Linked DNA regions of Mus musculus: region 1 is linked to region 2. A link is a contact called in public HiChIP or PLAC-seq data. All regions are on one chromosome and are shown on one strand. Each heading gives the region's core, a stretch centred on a gene start, on an enhancer-like site or on the middle of the called end of the contact. The rest is flanking DNA. Distances are from core to core; before and after follow the strand shown.

Region 1 (3,880 bases), core at 712-3,211, 270 kb before region 2:
GAAACTTGGCAGGGATCAGCTAATAGCAGAAACTGGAAGATGGCCCAGAAGTTGGATCGGAGGGGAAAGCAGTTTGGAATCGAATGTTCCTCATAAATAACAGCATATGGGAGGTAAGATCCCACAGTACAGGCAGGGTATCAGGGAACCCCTTCTTTTAGGGGGCTGTTACCTAAGGTGGCAGGGAAAGAGGGGTTCTGAGCAGCACGGGGATGAACACGAGAAACAGATGAGGGGGTTCTCCAAAACCAACTCGGAAATCCTGGTGCGGGTGCTGAACCGACCCACTGTCCTCTCTCCCACTCTGCCACTGTAGCTGGCTTCCTGCCAACAGCTCTACGAGGCGACTTCAGAGTTCTGCAGAGAAGATGCAGCTGAAGGTGCGCTGCTGCTGGCAGAAGCATGGGCACCAGGGCATATGGATGCCCTCGTCTCCAATTAACCATCACCTCCTTGTTAACTAAATTCCAGCTTCCCACCCCAGGGAAAGTCCCACAGCGAAACCACATTCAAGTCATTCTCTCAGAGACCCTGCTCCGTCTTACCAGGTTCCCTACGGCCAGGACATGTTCGAATTGTGGCGTCATGGGATGGTGCTCCATTGCCATAAATAGTGTGTTCAGGACAATGCAGATGGTTATGGCTAAGTCTACGAAAGGGTCCATGACGATCAGGTTCACAATCTCCTTCAGTTTTATCCAGTAGGGGTGACACTCCCAGATGAGGAAAGTATTGGCAAACTTATACCAGCATGGTGGGCACTTTCTCTGAGACTCTTCCAGCTCTGGAGAGAGCAAAGAACAAAGAGAGCCCTCACTATGGAGCAATGGTTCTCAACCTGTGGGTCGTGACTCCCTGGGGGGAGATGTGAACGATCCTCCTACAGGGGTCACCTAAGACCAGCGGAAAACACAGGCATTTACATTACGATTCATAACAGTAGCAAAATTACCGTTACGAAGTAACAATAAAAATAATTTTATGGTTGGGGGGGTCACCACAACATGAGGAACTGTATTAAAGGGAAGGAAGGGTGAGAGCCACTGGCACAGAGAGAAAACAGGATACAGAGTATCTTCCTCTGGACAGGTGGTTGTCTTTATTAAATCTGTGAGTAAAGGGTGCTTGTCCGCTGACCCTTCTCAGGTTTCCTTCACGTTAAGATAAAAGGGAAAGTCCCTTCTCTCTAATACCAGACCAGATACTCGCTATTAATTGTAGGACCATGAAGAAGGTTAAGCCACTTTTTGGTGGGCAGCGGTAAGAATGAAACAAACTGGGTGCTGGGAGAGACAGCTCAGTCAGTAAAATGCTTACTGTGCAAGCACTGGGCCCCGAGTTAAGATCCCCACCACCCACATAAAAGCTGAGCACAGCGGTGCATGTCTGTGGGCAGATCCCTCGGAGCTTGCTGGTAGCCAGCCTAGCCTCCTTACCACAGATGTGTATCTGCACACACATGCACAGACCTACACTAATACATACACAAGCATACGCATACACACATGGAATTAAACAAGCTAAAATATCCACCAGGTGCCTCGGCCCTTAGCAGAAAGTGGGAGCTGTGGACAGTGTGTCTGGCAGAAATGCCCTCTCCATTAGCAGGAAAGGGATGGACCGACACCACGCACATGTCTGCTGCTTCCAGAGCACAGGGTAGTGTCCTACCTTCAGTGAGGCTGCAGCCAGAGCTGAGGTAGCTACCCAGGGTGCATCCTCTCCTTTCTCTCTCTTCCTACCTCCATCTCTCTCCCCTTTCCTACTCTCGTGCTTCCTTCTCTTCCTGTAGCATCTCTCTCCACCCCTCCATACTTCCTTTCTGTTTCTCTTCCTTTACTTCGTCTTAGTCCTATCTCTCTTAAGAGAAAGACCTAGCTTTTCAACCGCCTCACGTGGCCCCTACATACAGGTCAGCCGGGAACTGCTCTGGCTGACTGTGAGGGGAGGAGCTTACAGCCCGGTCCAAGACACGCCCTCCTTCCCAGGCTCCCTCCCTAGAGCCACGCAGGTCCGTCCCCAGAACTGTGGGACTCTCAGCACGGAACAGACACTGAATAAAGGGTCTCTCTGATTATGTAGGAAGCCAAAATAAAAAGAATGATTAGATAGCTAAGGCAGAGAGCTGCTTAGCTTGTGGCCACTCCAACCTCCGTGTGTTGATCGCTCGGACTGCAAGACCCTCCTCAAGTTACAGGAAATGAAACAGTTCCTCATCTAGTGAAGATGTTCTTCAAGAACCTGAACTTGCTCTCTTGTTCCTTCTCTTGGTCTCTTGGCTTCTTGCTCCCTCTCTGTCCCCTTGCTCCTTCCCCATTCCCCGCCCCCCCCCCCCCCATGCTCATGGCCAGCCTCTATTCTTCTACTTCTCTACTCTCTCTCTGCCTTTATTTGCCTTTATTACCCTCTTAACTCCCCTCCCTATGATAAACTCTCTCTCTCTCTCTCTCTATATATATATATATAGAGAGAGAGAGAGATATATATCACAGGTTCACAGGACTTCAACCCCAGTGACACCAATAAAATAAAAATGAAATCCTCCCCAAAGCTGGGCACGCCTATAAACCGAACATACAGGAGACTAATTATTAATTTGAGGCCAGCCTGGGCTAAATGACTGCACTAGTTTGGATTGCATAATAAGCCCTGATTTCTATAAAAGCAAACCCCACCATCAATCAAGTAAGCAAACAAATAAAAACAAAATACACAAAAATTTCCAATGCTTCCTCTAGAAGGGGGTGTCAACCGGCTTGCTTCCCCTTCTCCAGCCAGCTGGTGTGGCCCATGGCAATGACTTTATTTTAGGGAGGGGTGGTTTGGTTGGGTATCAGACTGGCTCCCTGGTTGCTAAGAAAATGGTTGCCTTGGTTTTCAGACTGAAGGGCCCCAGTGAGAGCCACGTGGGAGTCTGCGTGGGAAAAGAAGTCTGTGAAGAGAATTTGCCTCAGCCTCCTTCCCGCAGAACTCCCCCCTTTCCCAAGGTAAATTTAGTTTTCATCCCTGAAAAAGAAAAACGAAAAGGTTCTCTGATTTCCATAAATTCTTACAGTGCATATTTGGAAATTCGGTTCCGTTCCTTTTTTATCTCCTCCCTTCTCGCAATGTCTGCAGCTTAGTGGTTCTGCTGGGGAAGGTGAAGCCCTGACTGTTCACATCTGAGAGATGACATGACTGCCGCACCTTACGTACGCTGCACTTGTCTCCATGTCTTAGCAGACAGTAAAGGGGTTCTCTACCTTTGGGCCACCTAGAGGATCCCTACAGGCTGTTTCCGGTCCCTAGCTACATCGGTGAGCTGAGGAAAGCCCCAGTGGGTCAGTGCCATAGAGAGCACAGTGAGGGTGGGAGGTGAAGGTCCTTGTCTCAGTGGGTCCTTGTCTCAGTGGATACTTGGTTTCATGGATCCTTGGCTCAATGAAGGCTTGTTAGTTTCTTTGTATCAGTTTTTTTGGAGATGGGGATCTCATTATGTTATCTCATGGGTACATTGGATCTTCCCGCCTCAGATTCCCTAGTGACAGGAACAGCAGATATACATTGTATCTGATGTTTTTACGGGTTCTCTGCTGTTACCGGCCAGCCCCACAGGCCTCCGTGGCAAAGTGTTCCAGGAATGAGCTGAGATAAGGGGGTGAGTGTCTGGAGTTTGTGGTCTTTCTCCTGCCTTTCTTCTGGGCATTTTTGAAGGGTTGCCCTATGAGTCAGTCCCAGGAATACTGGAGACTGTTTCCAACGTGCACCCTCAGTCCACCACGACAGTGACTTTGAGGGACCAAAAGGTTTATGGCAAGAGTTTTCCTCAACTCAAAAACTTCCAGCAGTTTTTGGCTGCGCAGGAAAGAGTGCCCACTGCCTGGGCAGTTTTCAGCAGCAG
Region 2 (3,636 bases), core at 1,111-3,610:
GGGATTAAAGGCCTGCACCACGCCCGGCTTAAACAAGTCTCTCTTACATAGCTCTCTGCCCAGGTTCATTCTGGAGAAAGGCAAGGTTATTCCAGTGTGGGGCTCTGTTCCTCCACCAAATTGTTGTTGTTGGGTTTTTGTTCTGTTTTGTTTATTTTCTTTTTCTTTTTTTAAAATATATTTTGTTCTTTTTTAAAATATTTATTTATTATATGTAAGTACACTGTAGCTGTCTTCAGATACTCCAGAAGAGGGAGTCAGATCTCGTTACGGATGGTTGTGAGCCACCATGTGGTTGCTGGGATTTGAACTCCGGACCTTCGGAAGAGCAGTGAGATGCTCTTACCCACTGAGCCATCTCACCAGCCCTGTTTTGTTTATTTTCAACACAGAGTTTCTCTGTGTAACAGCCCTGGCTGTCTGGAACTCCTCAAACTCAGAGATCTCAGAGATCTGCCTGCCTCTGCATCTCACGTGCTGGGGTTAAGTGTGTACACTATCACTGCCAGCTCATATTTTTAACATGTTGAGTTAAAACATCATTTCTCGGCAGGGCATGGTAGTGTGTGCCTGCAATCTTATCACCTGGAAGCAAAAGGCAGGAGAATCACAAGTTCAACAACATCTTTGTCTAAATAATGAATTCCAGGCCAACCTGAACTGCACAAAACCTTGTCTCTCACATATATAAATACACATTTCTCTTGATTATTGGGTACTTTGCCCCCTAAATTTTCCACATAAGACAAATATCTCATTTGCTATACTCTAGTACTGACCTCTACCCAGGCTTAAATCCTCTTATAACCGTCAGGCTCCCCAGTCTGACCACTGGGATCTAGAAAAGAGCGAAGGCTTGCCTGTCTTTGTATCTCCGTGTACCTGTGCTCACACAGAGGCCAGCACAGCAGACTTCAACAGTATTTAGAGGCCAGATACGGTGGTACCCCACTGTTTGAGGCAGGAGGATGTAACCCTGTGACAGGGCCACAGATCTTAGCACAGTTGACCCCGTGATGGAAGCACCATCCAGAGTGTGAAACTCAGCCCGTAGACAGCACCACCTGCAACTAAAACAGACCTAATCCACCTAAGTCCACGGCTCTGGGAAAGTCTCAGAGCGTACTAACCTTGCTTTGGCTTCTGTAGTTCTGCTTCTAGCTAACTGTTCTTGCTAACTGAAATGTGTCAACAGAATGTGGTTTTTATCCTTAAAGAGAAAAGACTTGGCTACACAGGGATCTCGTTATAACACCCAGTGTCCTGCTGGCCGGGGCCGGCTAATAGACTTCGTATCGGTTTAAACTGTGTGTGCGCAGTCATCTCTGGTGGACACCACAGAGCAGCTCTAGGCCAGCTTGAGTTGTATATAAATAAAAACCCTATTTCAAAGCACCAACAACCATAACAAAACAATCTTTAAAGGAAGGAAGGAAGGAAGAGGAAGGAAGGAAGGAAGGAAGGAAGGAAGGAAGGAAGGAAGGAAGGAGAAAGCCACCAACAACACTGTAGGATTAGAAGGTAGTGTTGTTTATTATTTACCAGAGACTAAAAGCATTAAAAAAATAAACAAACCGCACTTTGTTTTGGGTTTTGGCTGTTGTTTTAGAGTTGGGTTCTGGTTTGGTTTGGAGATAGGGTCTCATGTTCCTGAGTCTGGCCTGGATGTAGCCAAGGACTCCGGATCTCTCTTGCTTCCAACTCCCAGACACTGGGATTACAGTATACGCCACTGGCTTCAGATTTTTGGTTTTGTTAGGCTGGCCTCAAACTTACTTTGCAGTCAAGACGACCTTTAACCTCCTGACTTTTTTAAAAGTTTATTTACCCTTTATTTTATGTGCACTGGCATTCTGCCTGCATGTACATCTATGTGGGCACGTCAGATCTTGGAGTTACAGACAGTTGTAAGCTGCCATGTGGGTGCTGGGATTTGAACTCCGTTCCTCTGGAAGAACAGTCAGTGCCCTTAACCCAGTCCGCACTTCTAACCTACATCATCACACTTCTGTGATTTCTGGCCTATGCTGGTGTGGTATCTGGGGATCAAACTCAGCTCATTGGGATTGTACTTTTCCCCACAGAGGCACCTCGCCTGGCCCCCACAAGTGTTTCTGGATAAGAGGCTAGCCCTCTCTGTGAAGGGCAAGACTCCCCTCCCCTGAGTCTGCCACACTCAGAAGCCGCTGTCTCTCTCCAGGGCCTGAGAGTGGGAGGAAGGGAGCCATAAGGGGCAGAACTGACGTCACCAGCTCACAAAGCTGCCTTGTCTCTCTGCTTCAGCAGATCTGCTCCTCACTGAACTTCCTGCGCTATGGTGGGGAAGCCCCTTGAAAAAAAGAAAAAAGGAGACGGAAGTGCAGAGCACTCCAAACCAGAACCTAAATGGTAGAGCAACAAACAGCAGCCTGTGCGGGAAGATAATGAAATTTACAAAGCTTCTAGGAAGGCCCATCTCAAGTCCTTGCAGCTGAGAGAATCTGAGCCTGCCACCTCAGAAGTGCCTAAGGATGGTTGTGAGCATGTGTGGATGACTTCTTCAGGAGCCGGACAGCAGGTTGGGAGGCATCTTGTCCTGGTGCCCGATTTTCCCTTTATTTAGTACACATATAAACTTGTCATTTAACAGAAATCATGTTCTTTTCTTTTCTTTATTAGTACCGTGGGTGTGAGTGAGTGTGGGTGCTTGTGTGGAGAACAAGGACAACTTTTGGGAATCGATTCTCTTACCATGTAAGTTCTGGGGACTAAACTCAGGGATCAGAGGTTGCACAAGTGCTTTCACCTGCTGAGACACATCGATGCCCCTCCCCCCTTTTTGAGTTAGGGTCTCATGCAGCCCACAATGGTCTCAAACTTATTTAGCCAACAGTGACCTTGAACCCTGATCCTCCTGTCTCCCTCTCTCAGCTGCTTGGATTGGAGGTGTGTGTCACCGTGTTCAATTAATGAAAGCCAAATTTTAAGTGGGCTGCCACCAGCGGAGGTCAGGGTGTCCCCTTCTGCCCTGTGGTGCATCAGAACCTTCCCATGCAGTGGGGAAGGGAGCCCTCCCCAACCCCTGCTAGGAGAGAACGCAGTGTTTTAGGGATAAGTCTACAGCAGGCACCTCCAAATTAGACAGCTAGTCATTATGAAGACTTAAGTCACCTTTAAAATCATAGTCAGGCATGGTGGTTCATTTGTCTAATCCCAGCACTTGAGAGGCTGACTCACGAGGATTGAGACCAGCTTGGCTAGCTACAGGAGGCCTTTTCTTGAAATGCAAAAATGAAAGGGGGGGTGGCTCACACCTTTAATCCCCACACTAGAGAGGTAGAGGCAGGTGGATCTCTGAGTTTGAAGCCAGCCTGATTTACATAATGAATTCTCAGACAGCTAGGGTTACTTAGAGAGATTCTGAATCAGATAGATAGATAGATAGATAGATAGATAGATAGATAGATAGATAGATAGATGACCTCTGACCTGCATGTACAACACACACACACAAATCACTAAAAGAAACAGATTGAAAATGATCAAAGTGCATTATATATACATCTACGAAGTGTCATAATGAAACCTTTGTTTCCCATAACTAATGAACGCTAATCAACTTCTTATTCCCAAAGTGAACTCATTAATAACAGCTTC

What was found. HiChIP or PLAC-seq counts read pairs in DNA pulled down with a chosen protein or histone mark.
Region 1: an H3K4me3 HiChIP or PLAC-seq map of craniofacial prominence shows a contact between it and region 2, with 2.8 times the contacts expected there. The contact joins the enhancer-like site here to the promoter of I730030J21Rik in region 2. A contact is called at or near these places in 5 of 39 promoter capture datasets (the 3T3-L1 cell line, embryonic stem cells, liver and 2 more), 9 of 115 datasets of contacts at active chromatin or transcription factors (T-cell acute lymphoblastic leukemia, craniofacial prominence, embryonic basal ganglia and 5 more) and 2 of 9 other capture datasets (embryonic stem cells and pancreatic islet).

What each region holds. Positions count from the first base shown.
Region 1 is chr15:101,004,957-101,008,836 of GRCm38.p6, reverse strand. It overlaps Scn8a (sodium channel, voltage-gated, type VIII, alpha), which reads right to left. Exons shown (of 26, transcript NM_011323.3): 13 at 546-784. Among named protein-coding and RNA genes, the nearest start is that of Fignl2, 48 kb to the left of the region's middle. Within about 2 kb of position 1,961, at least 119 of the 459 cell types and tissues checked have an H3K27ac peak or open chromatin away from gene starts, as enhancers often do. A contact at or near this core is called in craniofacial prominence, neural tube and pancreatic islet, where this site is marked.
Region 2 is chr15:100,731,461-100,735,096 of GRCm38.p6, reverse strand. It overlaps I730030J21Rik (RIKEN cDNA I730030J21 gene), which reads left to right and starts at 2,360. Exons shown (of 3, transcript NR_045782.1): 1 at 2,360-2,557; 2 at 2,659-2,733.